Linked DNA regions of Mus musculus: region 2 is linked to region 1. The links are chromatin contacts, called in public promoter capture Hi-C maps. All regions are on one chromosome and are shown on one strand. Each heading gives the region's core, a stretch centred on a gene start, on an enhancer-like site or on the middle of the called end of the contact. The rest is flanking DNA. Distances are from core to core; before and after follow the strand shown.

The links. Promoter capture Hi-C pulls out the DNA fragments that hold promoters and counts their contacts.
Region 2: a contact with region 1 is called in a promoter capture Hi-C map of pre-B cells. The contact joins the promoter of 1500009C09Rik here to the enhancer-like site in region 1. A contact is called at or near these places in 11 of 39 promoter capture datasets (the C10 cell line, the HPC-7 cell line, cranial neural crest and 7 more), 1 of 15 datasets of contacts at CTCF or cohesin (the NIH/3T3 cell line), 7 of 484 Hi-C or Micro-C datasets (B cells, the G1E-ER4 cell line, cortical neurons and 4 more), 28 of 115 datasets of contacts at active chromatin or transcription factors (the 230-238 cell line, the SCID.adh cell line, T-cell acute lymphoblastic leukemia and 18 more) and 3 of 9 other capture datasets (adipose tissue, liver and pancreatic islet).

What each region holds. Positions count from the first base shown.
Region 1 is chr15:82,026,478-82,029,768 of GRCm38.p6, forward strand. Xrcc6 (X-ray repair complementing defective repair in Chinese hamster cells 6) reads left to right here. Exons shown (of 13, transcript NM_010247.2): 7 at 748-934; 8 at 2,645-2,813; 9 at 3,086-3,247. Among named protein-coding and RNA genes, the nearest start is that of Xrcc6, 12 kb to the left of the region's middle. Within about 2 kb of position 1,429, at least 36 of the 459 cell types and tissues checked have an H3K27ac peak or open chromatin away from gene starts, as enhancers often do. A contact at or near this core is called in the 230-238 cell line, the SCID.adh cell line, T-cell acute lymphoblastic leukemia and 2 more, where this site is marked.
Region 2 is chr15:82,250,421-82,253,817 of GRCm38.p6, forward strand. It overlaps 1500009C09Rik (RIKEN cDNA 1500009C09 gene), which reads left to right and starts at 2,052. Exons shown (of 2, transcript NR_037697.2): 1 at 2,052-2,328.

The DNA of each region.
Region 1 (3,291 bases), core at 179-2,678:
ATCAGACCTGCCTCTGCCTCCACCCAAGTGCTGGGATTAAAGGCGTAGACTACCATGCCTAGCTTTAATTGATTTTTTTAATAGCATGAGGTGAATAATAATAATAATAATAATAGATTTTTTTTTAAGATTTGTTTATTATATGTAAGTACACTGTAGCTGTCTTCAAACGCACCAGAAGAGGGCATCAGATTTCATTACAAATGGTTGTGAGCCACCATGTGGTTGCTGGGATTTGAACCCAGGATCTTCGGAAGAACAGTCAGTGCTCTTAACCCCCGAGCCATCTTGCCAGCCCTGTTAGATTTTATTTATTTATTTATTTATTTATTTATTAAAGACAGGGTCTTGCTGTGTATTCTAAGCTGGGTTTTCAGATGTCTACTATCATGCTTGACCACGTTTTACCTTTTCTCCACCTCTCCACTTGTTTGTTCTTATTACTGTTTGGGACAGAGTCTTGTGTGTAGACCTGCGTACCTGGTACTTGGTCATATTTGTTCCCCGTGCTGGCCTTGAATTCAGGGCGTCTTACTGTCTTAGTCCCTCACCTGCTGGGATTGGCCATGTGCCCCCATGCCCAGTGCTGAACTCTGTTTGCAGCCCATTCACTATTTGTGTTTTGACTAAGGTTATTGGACAGAGTAACGCAGACTGGAACTTGGATGCTGTGAAAACCTTTTACATAGGAAAGTACAGTCTGCTCGCTCATACTTGCTTTGTTTCTCTTTCCCTTTCCTCCCCCAGGTTAAAGTTTAAGCTCGGTGAAGACGTAGTACTCATGGTGGGCATTTATAACTTGGTCCAGAAAGCTAACAAGCCTTTTCCAGTGAGACTCTATCGGGAAACAAATGAACCAGTGAAAACCAAGACAAGGACTTTTAATGTAAACACCGGCAGTCTACTCCTGCCTAGTGACACCAAGCGGTCTCTGGTAGGTGGCTAACCTTTCCTACCGAATCTTGTTTAAGAACTGACAGAGAGGTGGGGCTGTAGAGGTGGCTCAGCAGTTAAGAGAACATATCCTGTCCATGCATCGTACCCAGGTTCTGGTCCCAGCATCCACATGGTGGCTCACAGCCAACCATACTTTGGTTTCAGGAGACTAGACCCCTTCTGACCTCTGCATGCATGAGGCATGCACGAGGCGTGCACATGCTGCACATACATACATGCAGATAAATAAATCTTTAAACAACAGGAGCTGGACATGATGGCACATGACTTTAATCTCAGAACTCAGGAGACAAAAGCAGGCAGATCTCTGGGGACAGTCTGGGTTACAAGAGTTCGTTCCAGGACAGACAGGACTGTGTAGAGACCATGTCTGGGCGAAAGAAAACCAGACAGACACACTGAGCAAGCTAGCCAGTGAAGTAAGTCACTGTAAACTGCGTCTTTCTGGATAAACGGTCAGGACAGGAAGCAGCTGGCCTTGCAGCTATGGCATATGTCAAGGAACAGGCCAGGTGTTGGTGGCTTGCTTAGCACACACTACTGTAACCGTTTAAGTAGAGCGACAACAAGAGCTTTGTGGTTACCCCAGGTGGTGAGGAGTTAGAGTTTATACATGCAGTGGGCTATTCGTTTGTGAGAAATTCTCCTTGCTGAACTAGTCAGATTTTTTTCCCCTTCCTTTGAAATGACCACATCTGTTTTTCTGAGCATGAGAAGAAGGTACAGTACATTCTCTCTCTCTCTCTCTCCCTCTCCGTCTCCCTCTCCCTCTCTCTCTCTCGTCCTCTCTCTGCTGTACATTCTTTACCAGGATGTGATATTGAAAAGCAAGCATGACCTTTTGTTATTTTGAGATGGGTTCTCACTCTGTAGACCAGACTGGCCTTGGATTCAGAGATCCACTTGCCTGTCTCCCTACTGCTATGATTAAACGCATGCCCCACCATGCCTGGCTGAACACATCCTTTTTAATTACGTAAAATGTGGGAGAGGATCACATTTTTATATACGTTCAGGACCCAACTGAATAAAAGAAATATTTTTATTCAATCTATGAGGGTTTTTTTTTTTTTTGTCTTTCTGTTTGAGTATAAATTTCATACCAGATGGTTTCTCCTGCTGCTTGAAGGATATGAGGTATAAGGCATGTTCTTCTATTTGTAAGGGACTAGATTGTCAGATGGACTTATGGGGCAGCCACTCTCTGACCACTGAGTTTCTTTATTAACCCACTCGCCTGAATAAATCTGAAGGGCCTTTTGTTGTTGTTATAAACTCAAATTTGACTCTGCCACTATGTGTGCTATCCACTTGCCTGTAGAGGCCAGAGGAGGACATTGTGTCTGCTCTGTTCCCCTCCTCCTCGGTTCTTTGAGACAGGACCTCTCACGGAACCAAAGCTTATGGTTTTCTTAGCCAGATTGGCTGGCCAGCAAGCCTCGCGATCCTTCTGTGTCCTCTCAAACCAACATCGGAATTGTGGGCACATCGAGTGGTACATGGCTGCCAGGGATCTAAACACATCCTCACAGTTGGGTAGCAAGTGCGTTTCCCACTCTGCCTTCTCCCTGCCCCCCCCCCCCCCCCCCCCCAGAGCTAATTCTAAGTTGCTGATGTTTGGTGGCCGCAGATTCATCTCCACACAGCCCTTTTGTGGCCCTTACTATGCCGGCCCGTTCTCCTTTAGACTTATGGGACACGTCAGATTGTGCTGGAGAAAGAGGAGACAGAGGAGCTGAAGCGGTTTGATGAGCCAGGTTTGATCCTCATGGGCTTTAAGCCCACGGTGATGCTGAAGAAGCAGCACTACCTGAGGCCCTCTCTGTTCGTGTACCCGGAGGAGTCCCTGGTCAGTGGTGAGTGCCGAGACTCCCTGCTCAGATCCCTGGGAAAGGGTCAAAGTGTAGACACCCTATTTTGGGGGACGTCCCTGGTAAATGGTTGTTCAAGGGACAGCCAGCGCCTGTCACTGGGTTTGTTGGGCTGTGTTTCCTAAATGGCTGAGATACCTACAAGAGATGCAGCTGGAGTAAAAAGAAGGAGGAGGAAAAAAGAAAGAAAACCTGTAAGACTGTGCTGGGCGTGAGGGGAGAAGGAGATGCAGGCCACTGAGACAGTTGTGTTTTAGGGAGCTCAACCTTGTTCAGCGCTCTGCTCACCAAGTGTGTGGAGAAGGAGGTCATAGCAGTGTGTAGATACACACCCCGGAAGAACGTCTCCCCGTATTTTGTGGCTTTGGTGCCCCAGGAAGAGGAGCTGGATGATCAGAACATTCAGGTGACTCCAGGAGGTATGTGGCAGAGAGGTCCCTTGGGGGTCCTGAAGCACCTGAGT
Region 2 (3,397 bases), core at 802-3,301, 220 kb after region 1:
CATCATCACAAACTTCATTATCTGAGAGTCTGTTCTACTTACAGACCGATAATCTAGCTCATTCCTGTCTGCTGGGTGCTGCCAGAAGACGAGAGCTTCCAGGAAGAGGTAAAGGACACACAGTTTTATTTACTTTACGGAAACGGTCTGAGCTGGCGATGTGACTCAGTTGGCAGGGTGCTTGCCTCAGACATGCAAAGCTCTGGGTCTGGTCCCCAGAATGACAAAAACAGAGTGTGGGCCACACACCTATGATCCCAGCAGTGGGACAGTAGAGGCAGGAGGGTCAGAGGGTCAATGTAATCCTCAGCTACATAGTGAGTTTGAGGACAGCCTGGGACAATGAGACCTTGTCTCTAAAATAAAATCAAATTAAAAGTAGTAGCTAGTGATACGCTCCCATGTCTGGGGAACTCCACAATGGCTCATTGTGAATGTTGTGCAGTGGCTTAGTTGGGGTTTTACTGCTGTGAACAGACACCATGGCCAAAGCAACATATAAGGAAAACATTTAATTGGGTCTGGCTTACAGGTTCAGAGGTTCAGCCCATTATCAAGGCGGGAGCATGGCAGTGTCCCAGGCAGGCCTGGTTCGCACAGAGCTGAGAGTTCTACGTCTTCATCTGAAGTCGGCTAGTGGAAGACTGACCTCCAGGCTGCTAGAAGGAGGGTACTAAAGCCCACTCCCACAGTGACATGCCTATTCCAACAAGGCCACACCCACTCCAACAAGGCCACACCCACTCCAACAAGGCCACACCCACTCCAACAAGGCCACACCTCCAAATAATGCCACTCCCTGGACCAAGCATATATAAACCATCACATGCGGCTAGTGGATAGTTTTTGTTTGTTTTTATTTTGTTTTGTGTTCTCTCCTCAGACAGGGTTTCTCTGTGTAGCCCTAGCTATCCTAGAACTCAGTTTGTAGACCAGGCTGGCCTCAAGCTTGGAGATCTGCCTGCCTCTGCCTCCAGAGTCTTGGAATTAAAAGCGTGCGCCACCACTATCTGGCCTCCTAGTATAGGCAGCTTTATCTCAGCTGGTAAACAACGTCTGTCCTTTGCGCAGGAGTCGATGTGACCTTATCCCTTTTCTGCAGAAGCAACTCTGAGCAAACGCCTGGGTACAGAGCTGTTGGGATCTTGCTTTCTTGGTCTACCCAGCAAGAGACATCCTGAAATGTTCAGGGTATATAACAGGTTGCTCGCTCTCTCTCTCTCTCTCTCTCTCTCTCTCTCTCTCTCTCATGTTTTTATCTTTTTTAAAATTTATTTTGTTTTAAAAAATGTTTTCCTTTAAGTGTACCGCATGTATGCAATACCTATGCTGGCCAGAAGAGGGAACCAGACTCCCATGGAACTGGAGATATAGCTGGTTGTATGTGGTGTTGTAGGTGCTGGGGATGGAAACTGGGTCCTTTGCAAAATAAGCAAGAGCTCTTAACCACTGAGCCGTCTCTCCACCCCCTATATTGCTTTTTGTTTTGTTTGGGTTTTGGCTTTTCAATACAGGGTATCACTATGTATCCCCAGTTGTTCTAGAACTCTCTATGTAGACCAGGCTGGACTTGAACTCACAGAGATCTGCTTGCCTCTGCCTCCCAAGTACAGGGATTAAGGATATGCACCTCCATCCCTAGCTCTAGATTGTTTCCTTAACAATTTAATTACTTGTCCATTGTCTGTCTGTCCAACAAAGACACAGGAGCTCAGGGACTTTGTCACTCACTCTAAAAGTGGCGCATTGCAGTTGCTAATAAATACTTGTTGAATGAAAGAACTACTTTACATCCATCCATCCATTCATTCTCACTAGTCAATCATTCATAAATATCAGATTGAATGCCTGAGCTTGGGAATACAGATAGAAACACCAGACATTATGTCAGGCCTGCAATGGGAGGAGACAAGGGTGATGTCATTGTGCTTATCGTGGTATCTGAGAGAGCCAAGGTCACACCCCTTAACCAGTCCAAACGTCACTGTATACTAAGCTTGTCCCACGTAGAGAGAGAAGGAACTAAATAGCTTTCCGGAGCTGCTGTCCCCACACTTTGAGTCTAATGCACGGTGTCTCAAGAGGTTCCCTGAAGATCAGACATTATGTAGGTACTGTGAAGATAGAAATAGAGTAGGTGAGGGAGTGATGGATGGAGAGAAGCTGCTTTGAGCCAAGGGAGGCTTCTCTGGGAAGATACTGGGACCCATTTCTGCCTCTCCGAGGGAGGAACCAATGGACGATAAAAGCTTCACAGAGAGACTTGAGATGCAGAGACACACCCTCCCTCCCCGCAGTGATGGATGACAGATGCAGAGAGCCCCGGTGGTGAGCACCTTTGAGAGTGAGCACTGCTGAGTCTGGAGCACGTGGAGGGAGGGAGAGGGGAAGAGATGAGGGGGCCAAGTGATGTTCTTTTAGAGTCATAGGCCATGAAAAGACTTTGGACTTTGGTCTGGGCTTTCTAGCAGGTTCTAGACTGAGACCCAGTGGATCAACAGATGCCTTGGTTCTTTTAGAGTCATAGGCCATGAAAAGACTTTGGACTTTGGTCTGGGCTTTCTAGCAGGTTCTAGACTGAGACCCAGTGGATCAACAGATGCCTTGGCAAGCAGGCCTAGTGGGGGCATGGGGGGGCTCAGGTCTCAGGGGTATCATCAACTTCATGCAATCATCAGCAAAACAGCAGCTGAGGTGGAGAGTCATGAGGGAAGCAGCCAGGGAGCCACAGGGGAGGGTGACAGATAAACATGCATTCAATGTCCCCTGGGACCCCACATGCAGGACAGTTGGTGCTTGTCATTGGTGCCAGCGGTATAGAGGATGTATAGGTGCTATACTGTGAGGCAGGATCCGGACTGCAAGAGGCTAGGCTAGAATATATTAAAGGCATGTTTGTTGGGAAGCTGCTCTCAGGCAAGTTCACTGGCCCCAAAGACTGAGGCCAGGGAAGTCACCATGGGGAAAGCAGAGGGGCAGTGGGGAGGGAGAGAGAGGAGGAGTGCCAGAAATTCCAACGTACCCAGATTACATAGGAAAGAGCCTCTGCTGGTGGGAGGGTGGGGGGGAAGCAGCCCAGCTGCTAAGCTGGAAAGTTCAGGATTGGGGGCAAGGTATGCCAGATGGGGACTGAGGGATGCTGGGAGAATCTGGAGGCCAGGTCTGCTTTGATATGTAAAATATGCACCCAGTCCCTTGTCCTTGCAGAGCCAAACCTTGAGGCCTCAAGGTTCATCTTATGAATACTTTCAAAAGACTTCTGAGTCAACTTTTTTTCTTCCTTTTTTTTTTTTTTTTTTTTTTTTTTTTGAGACAGGGTTTCTTTATGTAGGTAGCCTTGGCTGCCTTGTAACTAGCTCTGTAGACCAGGCTAGCCTCGAACTCACAGAGACCCGCT